Regions from separate parts of the Sus scrofa genome. Here all the other regions are linked to region 3. A link is a contact called in public Hi-C data. All regions are on one chromosome and are shown on one strand. The core of a region is the stretch at or near the end of the contact, and the rest is flanking DNA. Distances in the headings are between cores, read along the strand shown. Region 1 holds the start of MFAP3L (microfibrillar-associated protein 3-like). Region 2 holds the start of NEK1 (serine/threonine-protein kinase Nek1). Region 3 holds the start of LOC100158040 (histone PARylation factor 1).

What was found. Hi-C and Micro-C count contacts between places; a contact is called where the count stands out from the background.
Region 1: a Hi-C map of heart right ventricle shows a contact between it and region 3, with 3 times the contacts expected there. The contact joins the promoter of MFAP3L here to the promoter of LOC100158040 in region 3. A contact is called at or near these places in 1 of 5 promoter capture datasets (liver) and 2 of 47 Hi-C or Micro-C datasets (embryonic fibroblasts and heart right ventricle).
Region 2: a contact with region 3 is called in a Hi-C map of embryonic fibroblasts, with 4 times the contacts expected there. The contact joins the promoter of NEK1 here to the promoter of LOC100158040 in region 3. A contact is called at or near these places in 2 of 5 promoter capture datasets (fetal liver and liver), 8 of 47 Hi-C or Micro-C datasets (alveolar macrophages, blood, embryonic fibroblasts and 4 more) and 1 of 2 datasets of contacts at active chromatin or transcription factors (alveolar macrophages).

Annotation. Positions count from the first base shown.
Region 1 is chr14:19,823,490-19,826,964 of Sscrofa11.1, forward strand. It overlaps MFAP3L (microfibrillar-associated protein 3-like), which reads left to right and starts at 1,647. Exons shown (of 4, transcript XR_002338663.1): 1 at 1,647-1,869.
Region 2 is chr14:20,142,911-20,146,536 of Sscrofa11.1, forward strand. It overlaps NEK1 (serine/threonine-protein kinase Nek1), which reads left to right and starts at 1,721. Exons shown (of 33, transcript XM_021072853.1): 1 at 1,721-1,813; 2 at 2,164-2,281.
Region 3 is chr14:20,012,329-20,015,528 of Sscrofa11.1, forward strand. It overlaps LOC100158040 (histone PARylation factor 1), which reads left to right and starts at 1,926. Exons shown (of 8, transcript XM_021073226.1): 1 at 1,926-2,073. The coding sequence starts at 2,026.

The DNA.
Region 1 (3,475 bases), core at 397-2,896, 190 kb before region 3:
AAGTAGCTTCGCAGCAAACTCTGCCCAGGAGTGACCTTCCTCCACAGGTGGTGTCCCCACGCACGCTGGCACCCAGCCGGGGCTGGACAAGCAGAGGGATGGAAGTGAAGCCACCCTGGCGGTAGAAAGGGGATGGGGCGGAGGGGGAAACAATCGCACCAAGCCTTGCAGGGCAGCGCCCCCTCCCCCCGCCAGGAAACAGACAACACCCCACTCACCTGAAAGCATCTGTCTGGGTTGAGTTTATTCATCTAGAACCTGTGAAATCTCTTCCCTGTAAGCCCTCCATTCCCGTCTTCTTTTCCGTTACAGGCTTCGAAGCAAATTCCTATGCCCACCTCAAGCGCATCCGAGGTGGAGCGAGGTTCTGGGGAGAATGCGAAGCGGAGTCTCAGAGACTGAACTGCCTGAGGGAAAAGGAATGCGGCAGTGCAGAAAGACCCTGGAGCGAGGACATAGACCTTAGTCTCTGGCAAGAAAAAAATAAAGTAAAAATTTCGTGTCCTAGTGCAATTGTAAAGACTGCTTGTTAAGTATGAGAAAAGTATGAAGGGTTTAGGTTTCCTGAAAGAGAAACGAGCTGAAAGTTCTACGAGCTAACGTTGAAATAGGATTTCCAGTTCCTATCAGGCTGTGACTCACCTGCAGGCCAGATGCCCCTCCCCCGCCTTCCAGCCAGGTCCCCTGCACCTGCGGCCGGACCACGCACCTGCGCCTCCCCTGCGCGGTCCGACCCCGGGTCCCGGCAGCGTCCACCTGGTCGAGCCACGCTGCGCTGGAGGGCGAGCATGCTCAGTCGGGTCCTGACCCGCTTCTGAGGCAGGGCCGGCGGCTGGGGTCGCGGCGCTGCCCCGCGTGGCTCGCCCAGGACAGAGTGAGAAGAGGGAGCGCGGAGCGGCGTCAGCCGCACCCCGGCACCGCTCCTGCAGGAGCCCACAGCCGGCTCCCGCGGAGCAGAGGGCAATCCGCCACTCCGGATTTTCGCCGCAGCCGGGGGAGGGGCGGGGTCAGGAGTGGAGGGCGGGGCATGGGCGGGGGCGGGGCGGGGCCGGCCGGGGAGCCGAGGGAGGAGGAGCGGGTCCCGGGCCCAGGAACGCGCAGTCCTGCAGTCTGGAAAGGGGCCGCTCACACTGCGGGGCCGGGCCGCTCAACTTCTGCAGGCGCCTTGAAAAAATCGCCGCTCTTAATGAAAAAGCACCACAGTGTTCACTAGAAAAAAACTTACAAACTACAAATAGTCACAATAGGAGAAGCCTAGAATCCCGAGCCCGCCGCTCGCAAACCGCCGGTGGACGTCCTGCTCCTGCGGTTCCGCGCGCGGCGGGGCTCTGAAAGCGGGGGCACCGCGGCCTCACCGGGGCCCTGCTCGGGGTAGGTCCGAGTCGCGGGCCAGGGCCGGGTTCCGAACCCCGCAAGGCGGGATCTCGGGACCCTCTCCCGAAACTCTCGCCCGAGACTGCCGAGGCTCCCGTACTACAGCCCAGGGCAGGCGCCGCTGGGGAGCTGGGCACCGGGTCTGGCCTCCGGGCCGCGCTGACCGAGGGGCCGCCCCCCTCTCCCTGGCCCCTCCCCGGCGGGCCGGTCCACAGCCCCCGGCCTCGCCGCCCGCCCCGCCCCGCCGCGCTGCAGCGAAGACCCGGCGGCGCCGCGCTGCGCGCACTGGGCATGCTCCGCCCGGCTGCTCCTCTGCTCCGGGAGGCTGGGCTCAGCGAGGCTCTGCAGCCCGCAGCCCGCAGCCCGCAGCCCGCACGCCGGCGCGGGGGCAGAGGCGGCCGCTGGAGAGGTTGCCGGGCGTCGGCGCGGCGCGGCTCCCGGTCTGGCCATGGCGAGGAGCACGCGGCGGTCGCCGGGGTGGCGAGGCGACGTCAGGTTAGGCTGGCGGGGCGCGGGCGGGGGCTTGGGCGGCGGGGAGCCCCGCACCGCGTGGTGGCCGAGTCACCGCCAGCGCCGGGGCCGCGCAACTTTGGGGCACTCGGGCTGAAGGAGCCCGCGGCCGGGGCTGCACGCCGGGAGGCGCCCAGGTCCCTGCGGCGGGCTCCTCCTGGGTCGCAAGATGCTTCGGGATCCTTGCAGGAGCATCCGGCAGCGGCGGGTTGGAGACACTGTGTCCCAGGTTGCCGCTATAGCCCTCCTACGACTCGGAGCGTGGTATTCGCCGCACGCTGCCGAGGAGCCTCCCGGTCTCCGGGGAGAGGGAACGCCAAGCCGCGGCGGGGCCTTCGCCGACTATAGGTCACCTGGGTCACCGGCTCTCAGTGTCCCCAGAACAAGGAGGGGGGTGCAGGCCCTGAGTGCGGGTGGCACGTCCTGAGCCAGGCGGGCGCCGCGTCCTAGTGCCGCAGGGGTGCGGGGAACTGTGGGCGCCGGCAGCCGCCGCCTCCGCTGGAGCTCTTGGAGTTTGTCGCATTTGACTCCATAGCAAGTTGACATCGAATTGCTTCCTGGCGTGGAATGGGGAAATATGCTTCATCGGCTTAAAAAACAGAGTAATTGCAGAGCTGATTTATTTTAAGCTCGACCATTAACCAGTCTTCCCCTCCAAAAAACTTGAGCTTGCAAGTTGCAAGATTTATAAAGCAAGCTAGCAAAAAAGAAAAATGTTTGCAGGTCCCTTATCGTCTCACTGTAGAAAATAATGTATTATGGTTGAATTGTCATTGTGTTTAAGTATGCTTGTTACAGAAAAGTTGGATTACTGTAGCCATCTTTTTTTGCATTATTTTGGCTTTATAATAAGATTTGGAAACGTAGTTGCAGAAGCTCAATGTTTTTTGCAAAAGTTTTCTCACTTTTGTTTCTAAATGAAACACTTTTTTTCAGTTGCTACTATACGAACATAGTAAAATTGTCAGGGGGAAATGCAAGATGGAAGAAAATTTATTTTCAGAAGGGAGTAAGAACAGCATAGTTTTACTGGGCATATTATTTTCATAGAGAACGCAGTTTGTAGGTCCACCGCCATTTCTGTTGGTTATTTATAAAACACTTTTTTCCTTCATAAAACATCCTTACCATTACCATGCTTAGGATTACTGATTTTAGGAGGAAGGCAAACAATCCTTATTCTAATAGGAACTAGTTCTACCTCTAACTAAAGCTTTAACTCTCCAGCTGGTTCCCATAACTACCTCTTAGTGGGTTCCATTGTTTTATTTATTAAGCTTATTACAAAATGTCTTGTTTGCGTTCATCGTAGACCTTAGTGGACTTTTGAGGTGATTCTCTTTTCATTGGCTTGTGAGTACCTTTTAATGTTTGTTCTTGCCTGAGATGCTTCAGCCCTCATTCCAGATCCTCCAGATGATTTCCCCACATGGGCTCTGTGCCGAGCCTATACGTGACCGAGATTTCATAACAGGAGTGGCTGGAAATGTCCCAACAACAAGAGCAACACGATTACTCTTTCTGCAGATTAGACCCACAGCTCTCCATTTTAGCCAATGAGTTTGGTTGCTGGTGTTTATTGCCCCTATGT
Region 2 (3,626 bases), core at 471-2,970, 130 kb after region 3:
ATACTAAAGCAGACGTCCCCAGATTGCCAGGTTGGATGACTTGCAGTGCCATCTTCTGGCAAAGAGGCAAAAAGAGTTCAATTTCCATGCCAGCAATAAAGCATCTCGTTTAAGCACGACTAAGCCAGACTGGCAGGGGAACCCAGAAAGGTCTCAGTCCTTGGTGTTTTGGTGAGAGAGAAGGAAGCAGATTTCTTGGTAGCAAAGATCTGAATCATTTACACCTGAGGCCTCTGGCAAAACTCCTCCATGCCACATACAACACATACAACCTGGAGGGTAACTAAGGTGGATACACCATCATCCTCCTTCAGCTTCAGGTTTGGATTCTCCAGTATCTTGGGATTACTCTAGGGAAGGCAGTTTAGCCAAAGGGCTACCCAGGGTGACACTGCGCATGATCCGTTATTACAGAAAAGACTGTCTCTATCTTTGAAAGTCTTGCAATGAAGAAAGGTAGTTAGACTACTAAATCTTTCAATACACGGGCAGAACCTATTAGATATGATAGTGTAGAAAATTATATTTATTAGTTTTTTTAAAATTTTTTCTTTTTAAATCACATTGTACTTAATTTTTTTGAGACCTAAAAATAGTTTCTTGCTTCAACCATCCAAGACAGACTAAGAATAGGCTTGCTTTTATTTTATTTTTAATTTCATTTTTTATGGCTGCACCCATGCCATGGGGAAATTCCCTGGTCATGGATCAAACCAGAGTGATAGCAGTGACCCAAGCTGCTGCAGTGACAACACTGGAACATTAACCCACTGAACCACAAGAGAACTGCTACGCTTGCTTTAAAAAACATTCTATTTATTTTTTTCATTGAGGTATAATTGATGTACAATATTATATGTTTCAGATGTACAACATAGTGATTCAAAATTTTTATGTTATACTTCATTTATAGTTATGACAAAATAATAGCTATATTCCTCTGTGCTGTACAATAGTATCTTATTTATTTTATATAGCAATTGTGTCTATACCCATACCTTTCTCATAGCCCTCCCCCTGGTGACCACTAATTTGTTCTCTACATCCATGAGTCTGTTTCCTTTTTGTTGTATTCATTAGTTTGTATTATTTTTTTTCGATTCCACATGGAAGTGATAACATACAGTACTTGTTTCTGACTTATTTCACTTCAGGCTTGCCTTTTTTTTTAAGGGCCACAGGTTCAGCAAACGTAAATTTCCAGGCTAAGGGTTGAACTGGAGCTACAGCTACTGGCCTAAACCACAGCAACCAGATCTGAGCGACTACTACAGCCTACACCACAGCTCTCCACAAAGGATCCTTAACCCACTGGGTGGGGCCAGGGATTGTACCCGCCTCCTTATAGATACTAGCCGGGTTTGTCTCTGCTGAGCCACATGGGAACTCTAAAACTTGCTTTTTAAAGCAAAACTAGTTTTCAAAACGTGGCATCCTAAAAAACATCCAAGTTAAAAAAGTCCCTTTCTCTTTGTAGTACGTGTATGCACGAGTTTATCATATGCTTTACTCCATACCACTTTCTAGCAGGTTCTGGCCCTCCTCTGTGCTGCACTCTCGCGAGGGAGCCAACCGGCTGAACCTCTCCACTCCGCTCCTCAAGCACCTGCAGTGCCCCTCCCCGCCCCGCCCAGGCCCAGTCCTACCCAGACCCCGCCCCGCCCCGCCCCGCCCCGCCCCGCCCCGCCCCACCCACGACTCGCCCATCCTTCCCGGCCACCCCCGCTCCGCGTCGGCTCCCGCGCGCTGACGTCACACGGCCGCGCCGGGGACGCCCCGCCCTCTGCACTGGCTACAGATTTTGGGGCGCCGGGTATGGAGTCCTGAGCTTGAACTGCCCAGCTCTTCTTTGCGTCGCCCGGTGTCCAGCGCCCGCGTGGCGCGGCGCGGGGGAAAAGCCGGCAGATAGCCCCCAAACCCAATGAGTCTGCTTCGTGAGGCCGCCGGCAGCCGCGTCTGAGAAGTTGGGGGGCGGCGCCCGGGGCACTCCCCCCGCCGCCGTTGCCAGGGGCTGGGAAGCCAGTTTGTGCCTCCCGGTGGCGCGGACCGGTGTCCCGGGGCGTTGGCCCGGGCGGCGCGGGCTGCAGTGGGGGACCGGCAGGATCCCACCGCCACTTCCTGACGGGGCCGGGCGCTGCGGTCACGAACTCGGTTCTTTTTCAGGATGTCCTTTTTGGACCGCGGGAGAGTGCTTCTGCCTCGCTGACCCCGCGGGAATACGGCGACACGGTCGGCGCCTATCGACCCTCACGGCCGTTGCTGCCCACGACCTGGGTCCAAGGTGAGTGGCTCTCAGGGAAGCGGCGACGTGCAGAACAGTGCAGTCATTTTGGAAACGGGGAGCCCTTGTCTAGACTTTCTGATGTGGAGGTTGCAGGGATCCTCACCTGAAGTGCACGGGAAATAGTAACCGCATCTCTTCAGTGTTAATTCTCCAGGGAACAGTGTGCGTTACTAAGCAACTCTTTGACATTATTTAAAAACTTGCAGTGATAATGGATTTAAAATAATAGAAGTGTTGTTACCGGTAAGTCATTTATATTTCTTAGAATTTCTTCATGTATAATTTCTACATGCTTAAAATTTCTGTATGTAGAGAATTAAAAGTTCTGTTAGAGTTCATCGTAACTTTTTTTTATACAGGCCTAATTTTTATTTTCTAATATAAGGTCTGTCCCCAAGAAGCGGAAGAGTTTTTATTGCCATGGTAAATTACATCAGAAATAATCATATGAAGGGTTGAAGGTAATATCCAGTATATGCTGGTAATGGCCTTTTCTTATGATGCAGCAGTATTGTAGACACCATGGAGGGATGCCAGATAAGGAGAGAATTAGTTCTTTGTTTCTGCTGTAGATTTGTCTGACATTAGAGGATCCACAGATCTGTTTTAATATTGAAAGGTAAGGAGCCTATTTTGTGGGATAACAGGTTTTTGCACATTGAGTCACCTTTAGGCGTTTACTAAAGGTTACAGAAGTTGGCCACAGGAGTTGTTTTGAGGTCATTTTAATAATAAATTAGCGTTGTATTCAAAGTTAATTTTACTCTGTCTAGTGTCCTACCTCTAACCTAAGTCATGGACATGACACCATTTCATGAATATAAACTTTACATGTTGGTATTTTCCACTAGGAAAGTTGTTAATTGTTATCTGAATTGTCTTAGAGAGAGGAATAGACCTAAAGAGAAGAAAAAACGTATTTTGAAAAAAGTGTAATAGGAATTCCATTTCTGCTTTCTGCTTTTTTGAATTATGAGAAATAAGGCAGGGACTTCCCTCATTGAGGAGATATTTTGTCCCTCTCCCACAGTCCAAAATGGCATTTATTGTTTTAGGAGAGCTATATGTGTGGATTGCAGTTGCAGACTGTACCACATGGGCTTCTGGAAATCTGTTGACATTCCTTTACCATTGTTTCCCTTCAGGACATTTTGCTTGTCTGTCAAATAACTGAAAGAGCTGAAAAGGCTTAATGTTCTACATTGGTGGGGATACAGTTTTTCATTCATATACTCTGACATTTTTCACATTTGGTGCACAGAATTTTGCCATGTCAAATGTAGTTGTGGCTTAAAGACATTCTTAGTAAAATATGAGGAAAGATGTCTAACTTGACTACAGG
Region 3 (3,200 bases), core at 676-3,175:
CAATTTTGTCATATTTTAGATTCCACATATAAGTGATATCATATGGTTTTTGACTTTCTCTGTCTGACTTACTTCACTTAGTATGAGAATCTCTAATTGCATCCATGTTGCGGCAAATGGCATTATTTCATTCTTCTTATGGCTGAGTAGTATTCCATGAAGAATGCAGAGGAATTCTTGATCCCATTTTCATTGCCTTTTGTTAATCCATGTTTCACTTATAGGTCTATCCCTAAATAGTAAACCCAGTGATTTTAGGTCTAAAAGTGATATCTGTTTCGTAACTACTAATGTTGCAGTGTTTGTTTCCCAATCTCTATTGTCTTTAGGATCTTTTCTATCTGAGCATTTCATTGGGTCTGAGAACCCTCAACTATACAACGATAATATTTGACTGATTTTACTTGTCACTATATAGGCCTGGTAGTCCATGTGCGAATCCTCTCTCTTTAGAATACTACAGAATCAGGTCTCTATTTTCTTTTACATATACTTCTAACGAAACATATATTTTAAAATATAATAACTAGGAGTTCCCGTCGTGGCTCAGTGGTTAACGAATATGACTAGGCACCATGAGGTTGCAGGTTCGATCCCTGGCCTCGCTCAGTGGGTTAAGGATCTGGCGTTGCCGTGAGCTGTGGTGTAGGTCACAGATGTGGCTCGGATCCCCCGTTGCTGTGGCTCTGGTGTAGGCCGGCAGCTACAGCTTGGATTTGACCCCTAGCCCGGGAACCTCCATATGCCAAAGGTTAGGCCCTAGAAAAGACCAAAATTAAAATAAAATATAATATAATAACTATTTCAGGGGAAATCAGAGGTCCTGTCAATCACCAATTTTTTTTTTTTTGGTTTATTTGTTTTCTTTCTTTTTAGGGCTGCACTCACAGCATCTGGAAGTTCCCGGGCTAGGGGCCGAATCAGAGCTGCAGCTGCCGACCTATACAACACCAGATCTTTAACTCACTGAGTAAGTCCAGGGATTGAACCCATGTCCTCATGATACTAGTCGGGTTTGTTACCACTATGCCACAAAGGGAACTCCTTCGCTTGTTTGTTTTTTTTTTTGTTGTTGTTGTTTGTTCAGTTTGTTGGTTTTGGCTATACCTGCTGCACCACAAGATAACTCCTCACTTCTTTTCATACAGAACATTTTCCTATAGAAGTCCACCAGCATCATCACAAACAAAAACGTCTTTTTTTTTTTTTGTCTTTTCAGGGCTGCACCCGGGGCATATAGAGGGTCCCATGCTCGGGATCTAATTGGAGCTGTAGACGCTGGCCCACACCACAACTATAGCAAAGCAGGATCTGAGCCACATCTGTGACCTACACCACAGCTCACAGCAACGCCAATCCTTAACCCACTGAGCCAGGCCAGGGAGCAAACCCGTATCCTCCTGGTTCCTAGTCAGATTCGTTTCCGCTGTGCCACAATGGAAACGCCTTTTTTTTTTTTTGGCCACACCTGTGGCATGGGAAAATTCCCAGGCCAGAGACTGAACCGACGCCACAGCTGTAACCAGAGTCAACAGAAGTGACAAAGCCAGACCCTTAACCCACCAGCCCTAATAAGAAAAGAGGGAAAAAAAAGAGATTTTGTAATTTTCAACACAATGAAGAAGAATCAGTGCTGGAAAAGAAAAACATGGTAGGGAAGAGGTTGAAAGATGAATTTTTTAAACGATACAAACAATACGGCCCCGCCCAAGTGAGGCTTCGGGAGGAAGGCGACCGCCTCAGGGTCCAGGTCCTGGGCCACCGCGCCGGCAGAGATGCTCTGACAGGTGCTCTGACAGGTCAGCCCCGCGGGATGCGCACGCGCAGACGGAGAGCGCAGCTGCTGGGCAAGAGGGGTGGGCGGAGCCTCGGATGCCGCTCGGGCACGGGGGCGGGGCGGGGGCGGGGCCTTCCTTATATTAGCGCGCACTGCCGCGCCCGGAGGCGGTGGGTGGCCCTTGAACCGGAAGTAGTGGGTGGTGCGCGGGCTCTGAACGGAAGGCTTCCGCCAGCCCGGCGGACAGAATGGTGGGCAGCGGCAGGAAGCGAAGGCCTGGCGGGGAGGGCTCGCAGGTACGGCGCGGAGGCTGGGCGGCCTCGGTCCAAGGGTGGTGCGTTTATCCCCGGCCTGGAGGGTCACCAGGCGCCGAGGTCGGAGCAGAGAGCGGCGTCTTGCCTCTCTGCGTCCTCCGGGGGCGGGTTCACACATCTCGGGGGCCGAGTTGACAAGGCCCTGAACCTTCCTCTTTAGGCGGGTTACCGCCCGAGGGCCTCCCTGGGGGTTGGGTTGGCATTGTCAGGGTCCCCAGGGCAGATTGACTCAGCCCCCTGCCCTTGAGCCCTGCAGTCCGGCCGCCTCGCCGCGTGTAGAAGGAGCCGAGGTCGCCCGGGAGTAAGGAGCCGATCTCGAAGGCAGGGATGCGGCGCCAGCTCGGCCTGGAGGGAGTGGGTTGGGGACGGGGAGACTCTGACGATGTTGGGGCGTCCGCTCAGGTTTCCCCGCACCCACACCCCTTCTGTCACCCCTGCAAGTGCAGGGAGGACAGGCGGGCGGAGAAGAAGTAAAAGTTTGCAAAACATCTTCTGGCCACTTTGTCAGCTGGACGGGATGAGCAGGTGCGGGAGTGCTGTCCACCAGCCGTTTGGTGGATTCTCTTCTGGCTTCTCTTCCCTGGCCCCGCTTTTTAGGAACCCAGGGTAAAGGATAGGGGACAGCCGTCCTGAACTGTAGTTATTGGGGATTTGGAGATGCTGAACTAGTGTGTGAGGTAAGGCAGAGCTGAAATATACTTAGCTCCGTTTAAGAGGTGGTGAACTGCTTTGACAGAGTGTTAGTGTTAGAAATAAAGCATCAGAAATAAAGATAAGTCTATAAGATACTGTAGCTAACAGTAATAGCCAGCATTTAGATATGTATTACGTGCTAGGACTGTTCTGTGTATTTTTGCAAATGATTTATGCCTGTAACAACCCTGTGATATAGGTACTACATATTCCTTTTCTTTCTAGATTAGAAAAGGCACAGAGAAGTTCAGTAACTTGCCCAAGGTGACAGAGGTGGAAATGGGAAGAGTCAGGAATCAACCCTAGCAGCCTAACCATCAAGCAAAACTGTCTTTCAGCAAAGTAGATTAAGGCTTTTCTTTTCAACATCTTAAGTTTGAGCCAGTCTTTGAAAGTCTAACCAAAGACAATTAGAA